2 separate regions of the Salmo salar genome follow, and region 2 is linked to region 1. Evidence: chromatin contacts called from public Hi-C data. All regions are on one chromosome and are shown on one strand. Each heading gives the region's core, a stretch centred on a gene start, on an enhancer-like site or on the middle of the called end of the contact. The rest is flanking DNA. Distances are from core to core; before and after follow the strand shown.

Region 1 (5,302 bases), core at 1,686-4,185:
GAGAAGAGAATACGATAAACAGTATAAATTGACTCATTTACCAGAGTAAGCATCAACATTTAGTTGTTGGAATATTGATCATTTGAAGTGGCTTTTTCCTCTTTGAGTGGTGGTTCATACAAAAAATAATCAATTGCAGTGCCTTCAGAAAGTATTCACACCCCTTGACTTTTTCCACATTTTGTTGTTACAAAGTGGAATTAAAATGGATTTAATTGCCATTTTTTGTCAACGATCTACACAAAATACCCTAATGTCAAAGTGGATTTTTTTTTTTTACATTTGTACAAAAAAAATAAACAAATATCTTGATTAGATAAGTATTCAACCCCCTGAGTCAATACATGTTAGAATCACCTTAGGCAGTGATTACAGCTGTGAGTCTTTCTGGGTAAGTCTTTTAAGAGCTTTCCACACCTGGATTGTGCAACATTTTCCCATCATTCTTTTCAAAATTCTTCAAGCTCTGTCAAACTGGTTGTTGATCATTACTAGACAACCGCAACATTCACTGTCTTCTTGGTAAGCAACTCCAGTATAGATTTGGCCTTGTGTTTTAGGTTATTGTCCTGCTGATAGGTGAATTTATCTCACAGTGTCTTGGCTCCATTCCATTTTTTTTACCCTGAAAAACTCCCCAGTCCTTAACGGTTATAAGCATACCCATAACATGATGCAGCCTCCACTATACTGGAAAATATGGAGGGTGGTAGTCAGTAATGTGTTGTATTGGATTTGCCCTAAACATAACACTTTTTATTCAGGACAAAAAGTGAATTGCTTTGCCACATTTTTGCAGTATTACTTTAGTGCCTTGTTGCAAACAGGATGCAAATTTTAGACTGTTTTTATTCTGTACAGGCTTCCTTCTTATCACTGTCAATTAGGTTAGTATTGTGGAGTAACTACAACATTGTTGAGCCATCTTCAGTTTTCTATCACAGCCATTTTATGGGGTATTGTGTGTAGACCAGTGACAAAAAAAATCTACATTAAATCAATTTTAAATTCAGGCTGTAACACAACAAAATGTGGAAAAAGTCAAGGGGTGTGAATACTTTCGAAAGGCACTGTACATGTGAAAATAAATTCTACCTACCAATGTTGAACCTACTCTACGTTTGGTTTCTGTCTAGGAATAAGAGCATGTTCAACATTGGTTAGAATAGCTTCATATAAAATCATTTTTATTGTAAATAAAAAAGGTTGACCTGTGTGACTTGTGACCAGCACTGAAACTAGCTCTCATAGACAAACCAGTTCAAAGTCAGCAATGACATCACTTTGCAACCGGTTCTAAGTGCCTTACAAGGGTTCTACTGAAGAAAAAACTATTCATTCCAGGAACTGAGTGTGTGACATGCCTTAAAAGTGTTCTTCTTCTAAAAAAAATAGATAAATGATTGTGTGCGTGCGTCTTCCTCCCTCCGTCTCAGGCCGCAGTAAGGAAATGAACAGCAATCACTGTACCATGACTTGAAATCCACTGAGCATCCAGCTTTAATTGAGCTCTCACTTGTGTTCAGATTTAATGGAAAACAAGGCCCGCTTCCCCCAGTTACTGAGTAATGAACATGCATATTCAGAGGTTACAATTAAATCCACCTCTCTTTTTCTCTCCTTTTTCATCTTCAGGTGGACTGCGTTTCTTGTACTGTAGTGTTTCAAAATTCAACATGGAATACAATGCTAAAATGTTTTCCTATTAAAATAGTCTCTTATTATAAGTGATTATAGGGGATGTGAGGTAACACATTTATGAAAACAATTTGAACACCATTTGAGCAAAATATCCCCCTTCTATGCATAGCTCTGCAGTGTACCTGTGGTTATTAGAAATATAGCCCTTTTCTATATAGTATAGTACAACACATATTGCAGGCTAATACTGTGTTACCGTAGATCTACTTTAACCTGTCTCTGCAAGAGTTAAATATTAATAATCTACTGTACACATTCATACAAACATGCATAAAATATTAATGCATTTGTTTAGGTTAAATAATGATAATATTGGTCATTTAAAGGCGCAAACAATTAGTTATTCACAATATATATCAATAGTATAGCTTAACATCTGTAATAGCCAATATGCTTATTTTGAGCCACAGCCTGTTCACCCCGCTACCATCTAGGCTGAGACAGTACAGGTGCATCAAAGCTGGGACCGAGAGACTTTTAAACAGCTTCTATCTCCAGGCCATCAGACTGTTAAACAGTCAGCACTATCCGGCCTCCGCCCAGTACCCTGCCCTGAACTTAGTCACTGTTACTAGCCTGCTACCACCCGGTACTCTACCCTGCACCTTAGAGACTCCTTTGTCCTATGTACATAGTCATTGAATACTGGTAACTTTAATAATGTTTACATGCTGTTTTCCCCACTTTATTTATATGTAAATACTGTATTGTATAAAGCTGCTGTACACACCTTTTCTATTCATATTGTCTATCTGTGTGTGTGTGTGTGTGTGTGTGTGTGTGTGTGTGTGTGTGTGTGTGTGTGTGTGTGTGTATATATATACTTTTTTATGGAATCTTACATTTCTTATTCTGATATTTCTTAATTCTTTTTACTTTTTGGCTTGTGTGCGTATTGACTGGTATCATTACTGCACTGTTGGAGCTAGAAACAAGCATTTCGCGGCACCTGCGATAATCTGTGTACACGACCAAGAAACTTTGATTTGAATTGATTTTTTGCAAATATAATTGATCGTTTCTCTAATTGCATGTGCGCCCTGGAAGGAAATTATGCATTGAATAAAATGTTGCCATTAGGGAATGTAAAAAAAATGTATATCGACATTTTAACTAATCAATTGTTACATTGTCATAGGAACGTTATGACCGATATGGGGCGTGGTTTTCTGAATTTTATAGGCGGGTTTCTGTATTGACGTCAATTGGATTGGTTAGGTGACGAGCCCTCGCCCCGCCCAGTAGGGGGTAAGGGAGGGTATGCAGAGAGAGGGAGGGAGCTAGGCTGAGTTGATCCCACGTGTGACGATTCCATTCCCGGCTCAGTAATATTCTCATAGCGGGGCTTTGCATAGCTTTTGCCGTGTCTGTGTGTGTGTGTCTGTTACTGTAGTTACTGCCTATAGTTTGGTTAGCTATGGAAGGAGACGGGAGTCAAGCCACATCTGGAAGCCCAAATGATTCACAACATGACCCCGGGTAAGATTATAACATTTTCGATTATTTATTGGATTTTTCATGTGAGATTATCTGGCAGAGGAAGGAGCACTATGCCGTGCTGGATTCAGTTTGCAGTGCGCACATAACCATTGGTCTTTCCTTCCGGATGCAGTTAGTGATGGCTACGAGGCTTCTGCTTTGCTTTGGTAGATTACAGTAGCAAGTGTGGCCTCCCCCTTTTAACAAAATACATTATTGCTATCGAGCGAATGTTTTTTTTTTTTTGCTTCTCTATTTAAGATCGCTTTTATAAGTAGTTAGTCTTCAAAATGGCCGATCTAACATCTGGACTCACTTCTGCTATGTTTTCTTCTTACAGTAAAATGTTTATCGGTGGCCTCAGTTGGCAAACCTCACCAGGTGAGACAATTATTCCCTTACATGTCCCATGTTTCATGTTGTTTTGTTGCAACGATCGATTGTGCTTGCACGCGTTCTCTGTGTGTGCGTGTGTGCAGTATACTATATGGATATGTGTGTGCCTGTGTGCGTGCAAGGTTGTTTGTTATTTCCAATCATCTGAAGTCCTCTATTCGACCCCTATGTGCATTGCAGGGCGTGTTTGAATCACACTGACAACAGTATGACGACCATTTGTACTTGACTAATTACCCAATATATTTCCTCTATTCACAGACAGCCTTAGAGACTATTTTAGCAAATTCGGAGAAATAAGAGAATGTATGGTGATGAGAGACCCCACGACAAAACGTTCCAGGTAAAATAAAAGGTTTTTACTTTTGCTTTCCAGTAGATGAAATTATATCCTACACTTGTGTACATGCCACATTTTAACCCGGGCTGTTTGTCCCGCGTTGTGTTTCGCAGAGATAGCTGCAGCTGTATTGCTCGCAGTAAACTGCGGGCAAATGCAATTTGACATTGACTTTGGCAATTGGGACTGCAATAACGTCATATAACTTAAATATCAGTGCCCGCAATTACTATAGTAATCTATAATTCAGGATAGTCGTATCTCTATCGTCTGAATGAATAGTGTTTAATTAGGATAGTGTAAGTACATGTGTGTGCAGTTCTATTTTTTGAAAGCTAATGAAATTCCTGATACACGTTAATGCACTGAGAGAAACAGCTGACTTTATATTCTATGTTCTCATTTGCATAAATAATGTGTGATCTAATTGATGTTTCTTTGTGTTTCTTTGTTTTGCAGAGGATTTGGGTTCGTTACGTTTGCAGATGCTGCCAGTGTAGATAAAGTCTTAGCTCAACCACACCACGAATTAGACTCAAAGACGGTATGTCTGTGTTTTGATGTCATTTGCAATGATATTTTACTGTCTGTGTTGCACATTTTAAATGTTCATCATTGCCTTCATTTCACAGGCATGCTTGAGTTGTAATAATACTGTAATATAAGTTCCACATAGAAAAATAATACCACATTGAAACCAACAACAACTGCAGTACATCCATGTGTGGCAGGTGGCATCTCAGAATGCCATGTACCGGTCACTGGGTTGGCCCTCTTGGTAAAGACCTCTTTGGTAAAACCATACATTTTATCATAGCTGTAGATGTGGAATTAGCCCACGATAACAGCGTTGCCTCCTCCATGCAAACTCTTACAGTAAAACACCACTCAGAGGTGAATCTCATGTCTGCTCAAATTCCCTTTTCTGAGTGAATTAAGCTCTCATGCCCCCTTTCCCCATTACCATTAGGGCTCCACATGTGCACATATCCCATGTCTCTCACAGACCTCCCACGTCCATGCGTATGACCTTTCAGATCATACATGTCACTCTAGTCAATTTGATGTATATCGCATCATTGGAAGTGGAAAGTTACAAATGTGATTTTATTAAATAATTGTTGATGTCCAAAGGGTCCATTAATCCTGTAAATCTCAACATAGATTTGGTCTTTCTTTACGTCAGTGGATGCTTCTTATACATAAGTGTATTTGAAATATTAGAACTGTTGCTTCTAAGTTTAAGGAACAGTGCATTGTCAAATCTATAAAATGCCAACACCTTCCCAATTACCAAAACCTATTTTCTGTCTTATAATATCAACAAACCTGGTGCTTCTCCCATCACTTTATCTCATGTACTTTTCCACCAGACCAAGGCATCCA
Region 2 (5,302 bases), core at 1,464-3,963, 220 kb after region 1:
TGGGTCCCGCTTCCTCTCCTTCTTTCTCTCTCACACACACACACACACACACACACACACACACACACACACACACACACACACACACACACCATCTGTCTCTCTTTGTGTCGGTGTCTGTCTTTTTCACTTCATGTCTCTGTCTCTCCTTTAAACTCACACACAGAGACACAAACTCAGGCACGACATATCTGTTTCTCCCTTGGTTCCTCTCCCTCATCTCCATGGTGTATATTGACCCCGAAAGTCATGGAGGTAATTGGAGAAACAGTATTGTCAAGACGATACATGTACAGAATCATTCTTCCCCATGTTTTCCCTGCTTTCTCCTTCTTTTCACCTGGTGAAACATATTTGGACCTAGTCATTAGAGAGTTGTGGGAGGTCTGCTCCTGGTATTGATTCTACTGTCCAATCTCATTTATTTTACATGGCTTTTCCACTCCCAGGAGCTCACCAGGTATCTATGCTGCTTTGTGATGGAGGGCTTGGGTAAATAAGGCGGAAAATACCCATTGATTCCCTGAAGATCTATGTATTGATCCTGAAGGATCAGCTTTTGTGTTCTCTGTTCACCCCTTCATCCCAGCATGGAGGTAAACCCCAGGCCTGCGAACTCAGTGCTCGCTCTCTTTCAGAAACACAGACAGAGATACACACGCGGACACGCCATGGTAACCCAGTGTTTTCAGTCATAAGTGCCAATGAGCTCATAATGGACTGCACATTAAGAAGTGTTTTCTGAGATGATGTCACCCTGTAACGGTGTCACTCTCTGTTCTGGGCGAAGGCTAACTATGCTGTCATTCCACCAGCCAGTCCCTCATACAGATCCTAGTGTAGGACCTGAAAGACTGACGCTGACATCCTTTACCAGGGTCCCCAACTGGCGGCCCACAGGTTTTGTTTGGCCCCCAAGTTTTCTGAGCAAAGCAAATAATATATATACAGTTTTGTTTTTATTGTTGGACACAAAAGACTGTATAAACACCTGCAAGTCAGCTTCAAGTGATTTAAATTTTGGAAATCTGTTCCAAAGTATTCCCCACGCATAATAAAGAGGTATACGTGATTCTATACAAATGTACGGTTTGAAATGAATATGTTTTAGTCAAATATTATATCTGTTTTGGCTTCTTGCGGCCAATTTGCAGTCTTAAAAAAGAAAAAATCTGAATGTAGTTGATGATCCCTGTCCTATACCATCGTTGGTCCTGGATGAGCATATCTCCCTGTCTGCTGAGTATCTAAAGCTGTAAAAGATGGATGAACATATCTCACCGCTCTGTGAGCCTTCATTTTCATGTAAGGAGATGGCACTGGCACATCACTAGAATCTGTCTGCTCCACTGTACCCAGGGGATTGTGGTTATTGATGCTGTGTGTGATCGTTCCTCATAATGCAACCTTTAAGAAGGTGATAAAACATGTCCTACACCTTAACCGAGGATAACATTTCCATGTGCTGAGGTCCACGTTATTTTACAGCCTTACCCACATTAGCTATTTATGTATGTAAACGGTGCCACACACTCAGGGAAACTTAACAGAGAAAACGATTTAGCCTAATTTGTAATTCCCAGGTGCTAAAAAGAGTGAGTTGAGTAATATGTTAAAGTTGGATTTTAAACAGGGGCTGCCAGTTAAGTCAACTGAAAAGTAAAGTTTTCTGCATTTATTACTAAGTCCCCTTTAGTGTCTGCCAGAAAATTACGATTGAAAACTCTCCGGAATGCTACAGCATCTGATTTGCTCTTGTTCTACTTTAAATACATTAAAGTGGCTCTGGCAGAATCAGCTTTTTAAGCAAAGGTCACTTGACGTTTCATTGATTTAGCATTTTAATGTTATTTGCGTAGCCTCTCTCTCTCTCTCTGCGGAGAAATGGCATTATGCAGGCAGGGAGAGTGTGTGTGTGCAGTGTGCTGTGTGCTGCTGGTGAGAGGCTGTGAACGTGGCCTGGGTGTAGCTCAGTGGAGACGGGGGACGGGGCTAGGCCTGCCACTCTCTAACAAGTGTAAGATACAGCCAAGACCCCTCACCTCTGCAGCAGCCACCCAGCCAGTCAGCCACCCAGCCAGCCAGCCAGCCACTAACACTTATTGCCAGCCTTCACATTGAAAATCCATGTGTTGTCATTAGTCTGTTTAAATTTTTGTCCCAGCGAAGGTGTTGGCACCTCTCCCTGTCTCTATTGATTCCTGCTCCTCTTTAATAATCTGATAAAACTGTAGTCCTGCTCTCCTGCCGTGTTGGGGCAACAGAACAGGAATACCCACCCAGGATTAGCAGACAGGAATCCACACCTCTATCTGACACCCTAGGATGAGAGGAAGGGAGGATGGGGGAGGATGAGTGGAGGGAAGGAAGGGGAGAGGGCTTGTGTGCCTGTAACTGTTGGGTCTGTAAGTAGGGTAGAGGAGCGAGGGGTGGAAGACCAATATAGGGGTAGCGGGTCAGACAGCCCCTGTGGGAGGGCCCAGGCTGGTGAGGGGTGTTGTTCTGTGTTTCTGTCATCCTGGAAGACAATACAACCCAGCCAGAAGTAGAGAATATCCATCAGACAGTAGAGCCTGTTCACTGGTATCAGAGGCTCTGTGGTGGCTGTAGTGAGTGTATGGATCAGTGGGTTGTTTCTCTAATAGAACATCATGGGCTCAGGTTATGAATAACTCCCAGTAAGACTGAGCCAGACTCTCTGGTTACAGGGAGTACTCTCTACATCTGCCATAATAAGGGCCCTGGCAACTGGAGCTGGCTCTTTGACCTAATTGGATTCAATACACTGATTAGAATGTGGTTTGCTTTGATTAAACAAAATAATCTTTCATTTACTTGCTCTTGCATTTGTATAGCAGTGTGTCATGAGTTTGTGTGGTAGGAGCGTGTGTTTGTTGAGTGGGCACGCAGTGAGATGTTTAGGTCAGCAGCCTATGATTTATTTAGTCTTAGTCTTGGGTGTAGAAGCATATCCAAAGTGCTGGTCTCAGCAGCTCCCTCTGTGGGCCAGTGGTGGTAGTGCTTGGTGGGTGGTGATGACGGAGGCTTGGCCCTGACCACACAGGGTGTAATAGTGCAGTGGAAACTGTGCTGTCAGTTAATAGAGGAGCTGCCTCTCTCAGTGTGTGGCAGTGGGAAGGAGTGCGATGACAGTAGAGCTCTCCTGCAGAGAGGGCAGGTATGTTAACCCCTCTCCCTGTTTCTCGCTTTCTCTCTCTCGCTCTCTGCTCTCTTGGTCTGCTCACCCAGCCGCCACTCTCTCCTCCCGCACTCCGCTGTGACAAATGGCTCCTGACGGCTGATTTGTTGGTTGTCAAAAGTGGTCCTTGTGCCGCCGACGAGGGGGAGGTGGATCGAGCTGGAAAACAAGCTGCATCTTCCAATTTTCCAGCTCCCGCCACCGCTTCTCAGCCTCGCCCACAGAAACACTCACAGGCAGGCAGCCTACGGCAAGCCAAGACGTCACTTCTCAAATTGATATTCTCTCGGTCTGACATAGAATGCATCAAATGAATAGCTGTTCATGATTTATCAGCATATTCATTCATTTTCATTCAACCTTAATGATGTAGCTTTTCCTGGGTTTTGTAAGTTCCTTTTGCACTATAGATGTTTCAGTGACATCCTCTGGCATTAGTAATGACAAGGAAACTAGGAAAAAAAGGGAAAAGAGGGTGAGAGAAAGACTTTTGAAACAGCCATAAAACCCAGGCATTAGTAGTGAGGGTTGGGAGGAGGGTGGGGCAACCAACTTTGCTTCCCACCAGCTTCCCCAGGATGTCCTGACGAGCTTCTAGAGGAAGTCATCAAACTTGGCCTGAGTTCCCTCCCATGACAGTAGTTAGAACACTGCACTTTCTGCCCTGCATAGACAGTTAATCTCACCAACACTCCTCAAGGACATTAGAAATACAAATCCTGCCTTGTCCCTATTGCACCGAAATTAATCCAGTTTGGTGTTCGTGCCCCTGGGCCATGTGGTTACAGTAACATGAAACACTAAACCTGCCCCTGGGCCATGTGGTTACAGTAACATGAAACACTAAACCTGCCCCTGGGCCATGTGGTTACAGTAACATGAAACACTAAACCTGCCCCTGGGCCATGTAGTTACAGTAACATGAAACACTAAACCTGCCCCTGGGCCATGTGGTTACAGTAACATGAAACACTAAACCTGCCCCTGGGCCATGTGATTACAGTAACATGAAACACTAAACCTGCCCCTGGGCCATGTGGTTACAGTAACATGAAACACTAAACCTGCCCCTGGGCCATGTGGTTACAGTAAACAGCAGCAGTCATTCTATAGAGAGCTTTAGGAGTGTCTCTAAGTGCATGTGAAAGTGACTAATGTGCACAACACACTCTGAGATGACTCAAAGGTCCCAACAATGCAGAGAGAAATAGAAAAATAATAGAAAGATAAAAATACTAAATACATCATATGTAATGATAACTTGGCTATATACACGGGGTACCAGTACCGAGTCAATGTGCAGCGGTACGAGGTCATTGAGGTAGATATGTACATATAGGGGTGGCAGGTAGCCTAGTGGTTAGAGTGTTGGACTAGTAACCGAAAGGTTGCAAGATCGAATCCCTGAGCTGACAAGGTAAAATCTTTCATTTTGCCACTGAACAAGGCAGTTAACCCACTGTTCCTAGTCCGTCATTGAAAATAAGAATTTGTTCTTAACTGACCTGCCTAGTTAAGTAAAGATATAGGTAGGAGTAAAGTGACTAGGCAGCAGGATAGACAGTAGCAGCCATGTATGTGATGAGTCAAAAGAGTTAGTGCAAAGGGGAGGTCAATGCAGATAGTCCAGGTCCCGATTTGGTTAACTATTAGCAGTCTTATGGCTTGGGGGTAGAAGGTATGGGTATGATATAGGTTCAGTTTGGCAATGTATTAACCATATTCAATATATTCAAGCTAAGACTACATGGCCTGTTTAACCCCTTGTCTTCTATTGGTGAATGAAAATCCATATCTCTTCATCACATAGTCTGTTGAGCTCCATTATAATGACTGGATTATGATGTGTGAGAATGACTTTAGAGCAGCAGCTATGTGTTTATGTGTTTATCCAGTGTGGCGCAGCGGTCAAAGGCACTGCATCTCAGTGCAAAAGGTGTCACTACAGTCCCTGGTTTGAATCCAGGCTGTATCACATCCGGCTGTGATTGGGAGACCCATAGGGCGGCACACAATTGGCCCAGCGTCGTCCGGGTTTGGCCGGGGTACGCCGTCATTGTAAATTACAATTTGTTCTTAACTGACTTGCCTAGTTAAATAAAA

Evidence for each region. A called contact is a pair of places that touch in the nucleus more often than the background predicts.
Region 2: a contact with region 1 is called in a Hi-C map of muscle, with 5 times the contacts expected there. The contact joins the enhancer-like site here to the promoter of LOC106603292 in region 1. A contact is called at or near these places in 2 of 3 Hi-C or Micro-C datasets (gill and muscle).

The regions. Positions count from the first base shown.
Region 1 is chrssa04:47,400,277-47,405,578 of Ssal_v3.1, forward strand. LOC106603292 (RNA-binding protein Musashi homolog 2) reads left to right here and starts at 2,936. Exons shown (of 14, transcript XM_045717026.1): 1 at 2,936-3,180; 2 at 3,521-3,561; 3 at 3,838-3,919; 4 at 4,376-4,460. The coding sequence starts at 3,119.
Region 2 is chrssa04:47,619,713-47,625,014 of Ssal_v3.1, forward strand. The region is part of intron 7 of LOC106603292 (RNA-binding protein Musashi homolog 2); the gene reads left to right. Among protein-coding and RNA genes, the nearest start is that of LOC106603293, 180 kb to the right of the region's middle. Within about 2 kb of position 2,714, at least 1 of the 13 cell types and tissues checked has an H3K27ac peak or open chromatin away from gene starts, as enhancers often do. A contact at or near this core is called in muscle, where this site is marked.